Regions from separate parts of the Triticum aestivum genome. Here region 1 is linked to region 2. Evidence: chromatin contacts called from public Hi-C data. All regions are on one chromosome and are shown on one strand. Each heading gives the region's core, a stretch centred on a gene start, on an enhancer-like site or on the middle of the called end of the contact. The rest is flanking DNA. Distances are from core to core; before and after follow the strand shown.

Region 1 (4,283 bases), core at 703-3,202, 590 kb after region 2:
AATCGCTACATAAACGAAGCAATATATCCTCACGACCCATGCTGTGGCCCTGGTAGCCTTAGGCTTGTCTGCGCACCTGATACAATATATCCTCACATACGTTAGAGTAATGAAGGTGAACCTAAGTCTTAACTTTACTAAACTATTCCCTCTGTTTCTAAATATAAGTCTTTGTAGAGATTCCAATGTGGACTACATATATACAAAGCAACATGAGTGGATCTACACTCTAAAATATGTCCATATAAATCCATATGTAGTCCTTATTGAAATCTCTAAAAAAGACTTATATTTAGGAACGGAGAGAGTACAAAACAATCGTAATCTTAACCTTGTAAGAGAGGAGGGTGGTGGCAAATCGCCAACCGTGAGGTCCGTGACCTGGATCCAAAGTTGTATAATTGCTTCTCGAAAAGCATACATTTTAGACATGTTCACGTGTTTTGATTATTTTTATATTTAGAATGTTTATTGGATACTTGAGGAACATATGCAAGATTTGTATTTGAAAAGTATTTTGGTGATATTACAATTTTTATACAATGTCCTAGGGGCACCACAATCAATACTAGGGTCATTGCTCCGATGGGTCCAGGCTCCACCGCTTGAGGGGGTGTGAGGGGAGAGGACCCCACCCTCAACCCCCGCAAGGAATGAGGCTGGGGCTGACCGCGGGTTAGGGCCTTGGCGGTAGCGGCTAGGGTTTCTTGCGGCCCTCAGGTCACCAGAGGAGTCGCGCTATTATTTATAGATTTGTAAATTTTGAATTTGATGTTTGAAGTTGATATGCATTCATAGATTTTTTTTCTTGAAAAGTATTTCTGATACTGTTGTTACTAGAATTTGTTGTCGTGTTGGGTCAAAGCTGTAGATGGTGGTTGTCCAACAAACGCCAACTTTCCAAGGAGTAGATAGAGGGAGTATATGCTGGCACGTACGACCCAACATGTGCCCTAGAGAAACGGGGAGGGGAGAGGAGGGGAGGCCGGGCACGGGCATATATTGGGCATGATTGCTGGCCGGGTTGGAGGCCCGGGTGAGAGGGAGACGCCTCAAAAGGCGGCCACGCCATGGAAATGGGGTTCTTGTAGCGAGGACAGAGGGAGATTTGTACGGGTACAAGGAAACCCATCATTCCATTCCATTGGCATCCCATTCCAGCGAGCCGAGCCAGCAACCATTGATCCACGGGCAAGTACAGCACAGCACGTCCTACTAGCAAGGCTTTTCGACAAATCTCTCGGATTCCATGCCCGCCTTTGAAACTTTGTCCTCCTCCTCCTCCCCCTCTGCTGCTTCTCTGCGTGACACACATTGGTGCGGTGCATGCCAGGCGTACTACGTCTAGAAGAAGCAGCAGCTCCCGCCGTTCAACTCCTACCCACCCGGTTACACTACACAGACAAAAGAAAAGAAAAGAACGAAAATACATAGTACTACAGTAGTAGTAATGCATTTGGCTGCAACTGCCATATGGTATATGTCGCATTAATTTTGTGGCTGGGTGCAATGGCGAGCGATGCACTCTGTACGTAGTGATATGAAAGTGTAATGTGGGCACCTAACGCACATAACGTGGGTTTCCAGAAAAACGAAGAGGGGCTCCGTTGAGGGGCAGACAGGGGAGGGGCAGCGTGTGTTTCTCTTTGCTTCCCTGCTGCTTGATGGTGCGCCCATCCGAGGCCGGCACACAGGCCCCCCACCCGGATTCAATGGCTTGGCTGCTGCAGAATATGGAAAAAAGGCAGCAATGCCAGCTGCCAGCTCCAAGTGCTGAGTACTGCTGCTGGCGCATTTTTTTTCCTTGATTAGCACCAGCAAGTAATTAATCGCCTGGGGCAAATGGCAATGGTCCCCCTTGAGCCTGGAAGGAGTACGTACAACTCAAGACAGGGACGGAGCGGAGTGGAGTGAGATTCATGGGAAAACTGGCTTGGCTGGGTAGCTGATAGGCTAGCTGACTGAGTACGTTTTCCCATGCATGCTAGCTACTACTAGTACTCCTCTCTCATGGCGAGGCCAAGGGATGGCAGAGTGGTGGTCATCAAGAGAGAAGCGAGCGAGCAGAGCAGTCTTGGCAATGGCGATGGCCCTCTGCCCAGTCCCCAATCATCCTTCCCCCTGACCGCCGGACACCCCATCATTGCTTCCTCATACACCAACACACTCGCCTCCTCTCCTCTCCCTTCCATCCTCTATATATAGGCTGATCCTCTGCTCCAGCTCAGCCTCAATCCCCCATGCACCACCACACTCTGCTCTCACCGTTCCAGCAAACACACGCACAAACTTGAGTCGGCGGCAGAACCAGTCATGAACGGCTTCTACTCGTCCATCGCCCACGGCCTCGACGCGCTCCACGCCACACTGGCCTCGTCGCCAGACGCCGCCTTCATGTCGGCGCCCTTCCTGCAGCAGGCCGCGGCGCTGCTCCGGTCGCTGCACTCCCAGCTCGTCCACCTCGTGCAGCGCCTCCACCTGCCGCCAGGGGAGAGCTGGCTCGACGAGTACATGGACGAGACCTCCCGCCTCTGGGAGGCCTGCCAGGTCGTCAAGGCCGGCGCCTCCGCCCTCGACACCTACTGCGCCTCCGCGGCACGCATCGACGCCGCGCTGGACGACTGGCTCTGCAACCCCAACCCCCACACCGCCCGCCAGGTACGCTCCTCTCCTCTCCTGCCTCCCTATGCGTGCATGCTCAGTTGCTCACGCCCATAGCTTTGGCCTCCATTGATCACACAAATGCGTGCAGGTGATGCGTGCGATCAACGCGCCACGGCGGCAGGCCGTGGGGCTGGAGCAGGAGAACCGGGCGCTCGCCGAGACCAGGATCGACCCGGCGTCGCTGCTGCTCGACGACCGGTCGCCCGTGGAGTTCAAGCTCAACGCCTTCAACGGCTTCCGGGGCGTGCTCTACGCGCTGCGCAACGCCAGCTCCTTCCTCCTCATGCTCCTCGTCTCAGGGACCGTCTCCTGCCTCCCGGACCTCGCCTGCTGCGCGCACCCATTCCGCACCTCGGGCGCCGGTTACGTCTCCTCCATGGGCCGCCTGCGCCAGCGTGTCGCCGAGGAGATGGAGGCGGTCGCCGGCGAGCACTCCGGCTCCGGCATCATGATGTACGAGTTCCGGCAGGCCAGGGCCGGCATTGAGAGCCTCAAGACAGAGTTCGACAGGATCGTCGCCATGGGGTACGGCGACCCTGGCGAGATCACCGAGAGGGTGGAGATCATCAAAGGATGGGTCAGGATGCTGAGGTCAGGAGCCGAGGGTGTCGTCGGCGAGCTGGACGACTTCTTCGATGAGATTGTGGAAGGCAGGAAGATGCTGTCGGACCTGTGCAGCCATCGCTGATCCAAGCTCACAATCTGTACTTCTGCAGCAGCTAGCTGAAAGCCTGAAACAAACAGGGCATGGTAGATAGTACAACAAGGCTAACAAATTAGAACCAAAAAAATGTGGGTGTTCTTCTCTCTTGTGGTTGGGTAATCTAATCTAGCTGCTCTCTCTAGTCTAGCTATCATAGCAGCTAGTGTGTCTATACATATGTCCTGCACTGGAATATCATCATGCTTGTATTCTTCCTAAGCAGAGCGGGGCAGCAGGTGGTAGTGGCAGGCAGTTGGTGCTTAGGCCTATCTATTTGTCAGAATCAGAATCAGAATATATGTCCAGTAATTTTTAGGGGATCGATCTTAGAGGATGAATTGGTGATATAATAGTTGATGGTGAAAGGAAGAATCTGCATCGGAAAAGGAAAGCAGCTCTTTGCCCTTTTCTCGAATTGGAAAAGTTCTGTGGAGATGTGGGCAGCTTGTTGGGCAGAGACAAAAAGAGAGTTCTATAGGGTGTGTTAGAATGAGCCCTTGTGCTTGTCATCTTTTGCAACTTCTTTTTGTTCTTTGGCGCTAGGCTAATCACCTTCCTTATCATTGATCACTCCACTAGCTGCCGCGGCAATTGGCAGTGCAAAGATTGATTATTTTACTCACGATGGAGAAGATGAACAAGGCATGATTCTCAATATGATCTCCGACAGCGGTCATCGTTTTGGTTGCACAATGATGGGGTGACCTTCTGGAATCCGAACATGATGATCACCCCAAACTTAAGAGGCATCGGTTTGAGGAAAAGGAGCTGCAGCTGCAATGCAAAATTGATGGATTTAAGCTGCTTTGCAGGGTTATATACAGTAGAGAAATGATGATAAGCAGCAGCGTAAACCATGCTCCATACTTTGGGGAAAAGCTGACCATGAATCAACCAAATCGAATCACTTTTACCG
Region 2 (3,939 bases), core at 972-3,471:
AGAGCAATTTCTTCACAGCTCATTTTGAAAAACTCAACTCAAAATGTTCTGAAAGCCTAGAGACTGACTCAGGTTTATCATTATCTTATCGAACTAATTGACCATGAACACAACAAGAGCAGACGAGCTGCAACAAATATTCATCACAAATTTTAATACCCACCAAATGTCAGCAGAAAAAAACATTTTCTCCCTAAATGAACTTTATGAGCTGTCAAAACTTAAGCATGAACACTGATTAAGGGGGGTGTTCCTTACACATAGTTCTGACATGTGAGAGTGAAACGAAGAAATAAAGTGTGGTTTTCATATTTTATCAACTGAAAGAATATTTAACAATAAAAATAATTAAGTGCTTAAATTCAGTAAAGGAGTCCATATTCTGGTACCAAATTGGATACAAGTACAGACTAACTATATGCACAGAAAATAGCGCTCAGCTAAATAATATGAAGATCTGACACATACCTAAACATGCTTGTGATTAGCATCCCGACAAATATAATGTTCACAGGCAACCAAACTTTGATTAACTTCCATGTTAATGGTTCAGTTGGGATAACACCAGAGAGGGACAGTGCAGAAACTATGGTCACTGATACAATGTTCTGCAGTAAAACGTGATGAAGACACTATCAATGTCACCCAACCATCATAGATACAACGCAGAAGGAAAACACAATTGCATGAGAAGTATACAGTCAGTAATATAAAATTACCTGGTAAATCATCAGGAATATTCCAGCGTTGAAACCATAGCCAGACAGCACAAACTTGTTAACTAAAATCATGCTGCAGGATGCTATGCAGTAAGCAAAACCAGACAGAAGGGACTGATTCTGAATGTTTGGGAGCATGAGTAAGTGTGAAGGCATATCTCTATCTTTTGAGGCCTTAACATCTTCCAGGTCTGTGTCATCAACACAGGAAGTTCCCATCGTAGATCTGGAGAATATATGAGCCAGAAATACAACGGGTTGTGTTAGCTTGCATGATGATTGCTTCCAAGATATCCATTGACGAGAATAAGGTTCAGAAGATGTTTTCAGATTATTTTATTTTTTTAAGACACTACTGATCAAGGGAAGCTTACATGCCTGTTGCCAATGTCTGGTGCTTTTCTCCCAGGAGGGGCGTCGGGATCAACATGAGTGACTAGCGGAGGGTTTCTGCAAGATAATGGAACTCTTCCAATCAACAGTAATCCAATTATTAAATCAATTTTCGCTGCTTATATCTTGTGAAGCATCTTAAATTAAAATCTGAACCCATGGACCAAGCATGTGTATTAAACCAATGGCACTTCAAACGCATCATACTAGAGGATAACTATAAGCATTTGCATTCTCCTAAAGAGTCACCATGCTCCCCTAGTTAAAATAAGGCTAAATTGATCAATTTCGGTGGGGTTTTCCAGTTATAGTTTTTTTTTGCGGGTTATAGTTAGCTTCAGGACTCGTACTGTACCTGCAGCAAAACTCCAGCCAATGGTACTAGTATTGAATATAATTCGACAGGACTGTACTGAGCAGTACATAAGTCGTCAACCTAGTACGCTCTGCAAGTAATTCCTATTTATTTGGAGCTTGGAGGGGCTAAAAGCCAAACTGCAACGAACTGAAATGAGGTTTCGCATGCCTGTACGCTTCAGAAGTAACCTGAAGTTGAGCTAATCAACAGAAATATACAAGGAAGAATCCGATTAACAATTTGGCGCTTCAGGAATCGAATCGCAAGTTCTGGAAACCAAGCGAACCTTTGAGCAGCCCAACCTAAGCACTACGGCTCCTAATCGGAAGCAAGGCACAACTAACCCGGCGTGAAATCTCAACCGCCGTACCCGAAGGGATCATCGGAGCTCAGGTGAGCCAACTGGTGCGGGAGAGGGACGCACGTGGAAGTTGGGAGAACGAGAGAGGCCGACCGGGAGCTCACCTGGAAGCCATGGCGCCGGAGCAGGGTCCCTGGGGAAACCGAGCGGCTCCCTCGTGGCCCACGGAGACGGTGGCGGGACTGTGCCGGCGAGGAGCTCGACGGTGTAGCGCGGCGGAGGAGCTGGAAGCGGCGGCGACTCGGAAAGTAACGGAAGGGAGCTGCTTGGCTTTTAAAATATCCGGCGGAAGAAGGAACGTTCGCAGGCTGACCGGTGGGCCCCCGCCGAGTCAATACAGCTGACACAGCTTGGCTTTGCGCCCCTGCGGCTACTGCTTTTACTCCTCGGCGCGCTGCGGCATCGGCCGTCTCGTCGCTGAGTACCGGGTCCCGCTTGCGCGCTGGTCCATGCTTCAGTGACTGGGAAGGAAGGCAACCGAGCTCGCGGCAGTGGTTGCGCTGTGCTGCGGATGTTGCGTCTGGTATTTGTTTCCCCTTTTATTTTGGGCGTGCAAAGTTTTCGTGGATTGAGCAAAGTGAGGTGGCGTGTTTCGTGCGAGTGTGACCGTCCGTTCATTGCAGAGGAGAGCCAGGAACAGGGCAGAAAAATGGTTTTATGAGGTCACATCTGTTTCTTACAGACGAACAGTGCTTAACGAACGAAAGATTGACAAAGTTTCATTTGGGTCGGCTGAGGAGCAGTGGCGGCGGAAAATATGGGCGTTGAGGAGGGCCGGCTAGAAGAAAGTCTTTTAAAACTGTGTTGTTCATAGGCCAGCACTATAGCGCGTGATCGGCCTAGGCGCCGGATGCCAGTAGCCACGGCCATTGGATTTAGCAAAAGAACGGTTCCCCCGGAGACCTTCCTCCTACTCACGCATCTCCATCTCGCGCAGCTCCCCCTCGTCGCCGCGCTCGCCTTCCACTCGCGCCGCCTGCGCTCGTCCTTGTGCTCGCTAGCAACCCGCCTTCTCCTGTCGCCGGTTGGCTCACAGCTCATAGCATAGAGTTAAACACAGGGTTTAGGGTTTTGCGTGGGTGGTTGACATCCAGCCTCACGTCTTAATATATAGACGATCACAATTACAATTACATACGTATACGAATACGTGTATAAGGACAATATACTAGACCCTACTTTACATGCCCCCTCAATCTGAACTACATACAAGATTTAGATTGGTTCTAAAACGGTCTAGCATCTGTCTAGTAGCGGGTTTAGTAAATACATCCGCTAACTGATCATCTGTAGAAATAAACCTGACTTCCAGTTCACAAGCAGCTACTCGTTCTCTCACAAAATGGAAATCAATCTCAATGTGTTTGGTCCGAGCATGAAACACTGGATTCGCCGTCAGGTAAGTTGCCCCTAAGTTATCACACCATAATATAGGAGTGCGCTGCCGTGGGACTCCAAGTTCTGTGAGAACTGAGTCTATCCAAATGGCTTCAGCCGCGCCATTGGCCAATGCCTTATATTCTGCCTCGGTGCTTGATCTCGAGACTGTGGGTTGCTTCTTCGAGCTCCAAGATACAAGGTTAGGTCCAACAAATATAGCAAAACCACCAGTGGAGCGCCTATCATCAACACAGCCTGCCCAGTCTGCATCGGTAAATATACTCACTCCGGTAAATCTGGACTTACGAATCCGTGGTCCCATGTCTAGCGTACCTTTGACATATCTCAGAATACGCTTGACTGCTTCCCAATGATCCTCCGTTGGCTGAGACAGGAACTGACACACTTTGTTCACTGCGAAGGAGATATCAGGACGAGTGAGGGTCAAATACTGAAGTGCTCCAACCACACTGCGATACCGAAAGGAGTCAGCTCTACCCAGTAGTGCACCACTATGACGTGAGAGACTCTCGGAAGTAGCAACCGGAGTGGAAGTGGCCTTGCAGTTCTCCATGTTAACGCGATGAAGAAGATCCAAAGCATACTTTTTCTGCGTCAAGGTCATGCCCCCTGAATGAAAGGACGCTTCCAAACCAAGAAAGTACTTGAGGCGACCCAAACCTTTGATGGGAAAGCTAGCAGACAATGACTGCACAAGACGATCCACC

What was found. Hi-C and Micro-C count contacts between places; a contact is called where the count stands out from the background.
Region 1: a contact with region 2 is called in a Hi-C map of leaf, with 5 times the contacts expected there. The contact joins the promoter of LOC123166241 here to the promoter of LOC123169506 in region 2. A contact is called at or near these places in 2 of 5 Hi-C or Micro-C datasets (both in leaf).

The regions. Positions count from the first base shown.
Region 1 is chr7D:413,670,158-413,674,440 of IWGSC CS RefSeq v2.1, forward strand. LOC123166241 reads left to right here and starts at 1,953. Exons shown (of 2, transcript XM_044584013.1): 1 at 1,953-2,658; 2 at 2,753-3,682. The coding sequence starts at 2,314. The coding sequence ends at 3,352.
Region 2 is chr7D:413,084,604-413,088,542 of IWGSC CS RefSeq v2.1, forward strand. LOC123169506 (GDP-mannose transporter GONST1) reads right to left here and starts at 2,222. Exons shown (of 12, transcript XR_006484861.1): 1 at 1,936-2,222; 2 at 1,098-1,169; 3 at 720-945; 4 at 469-608.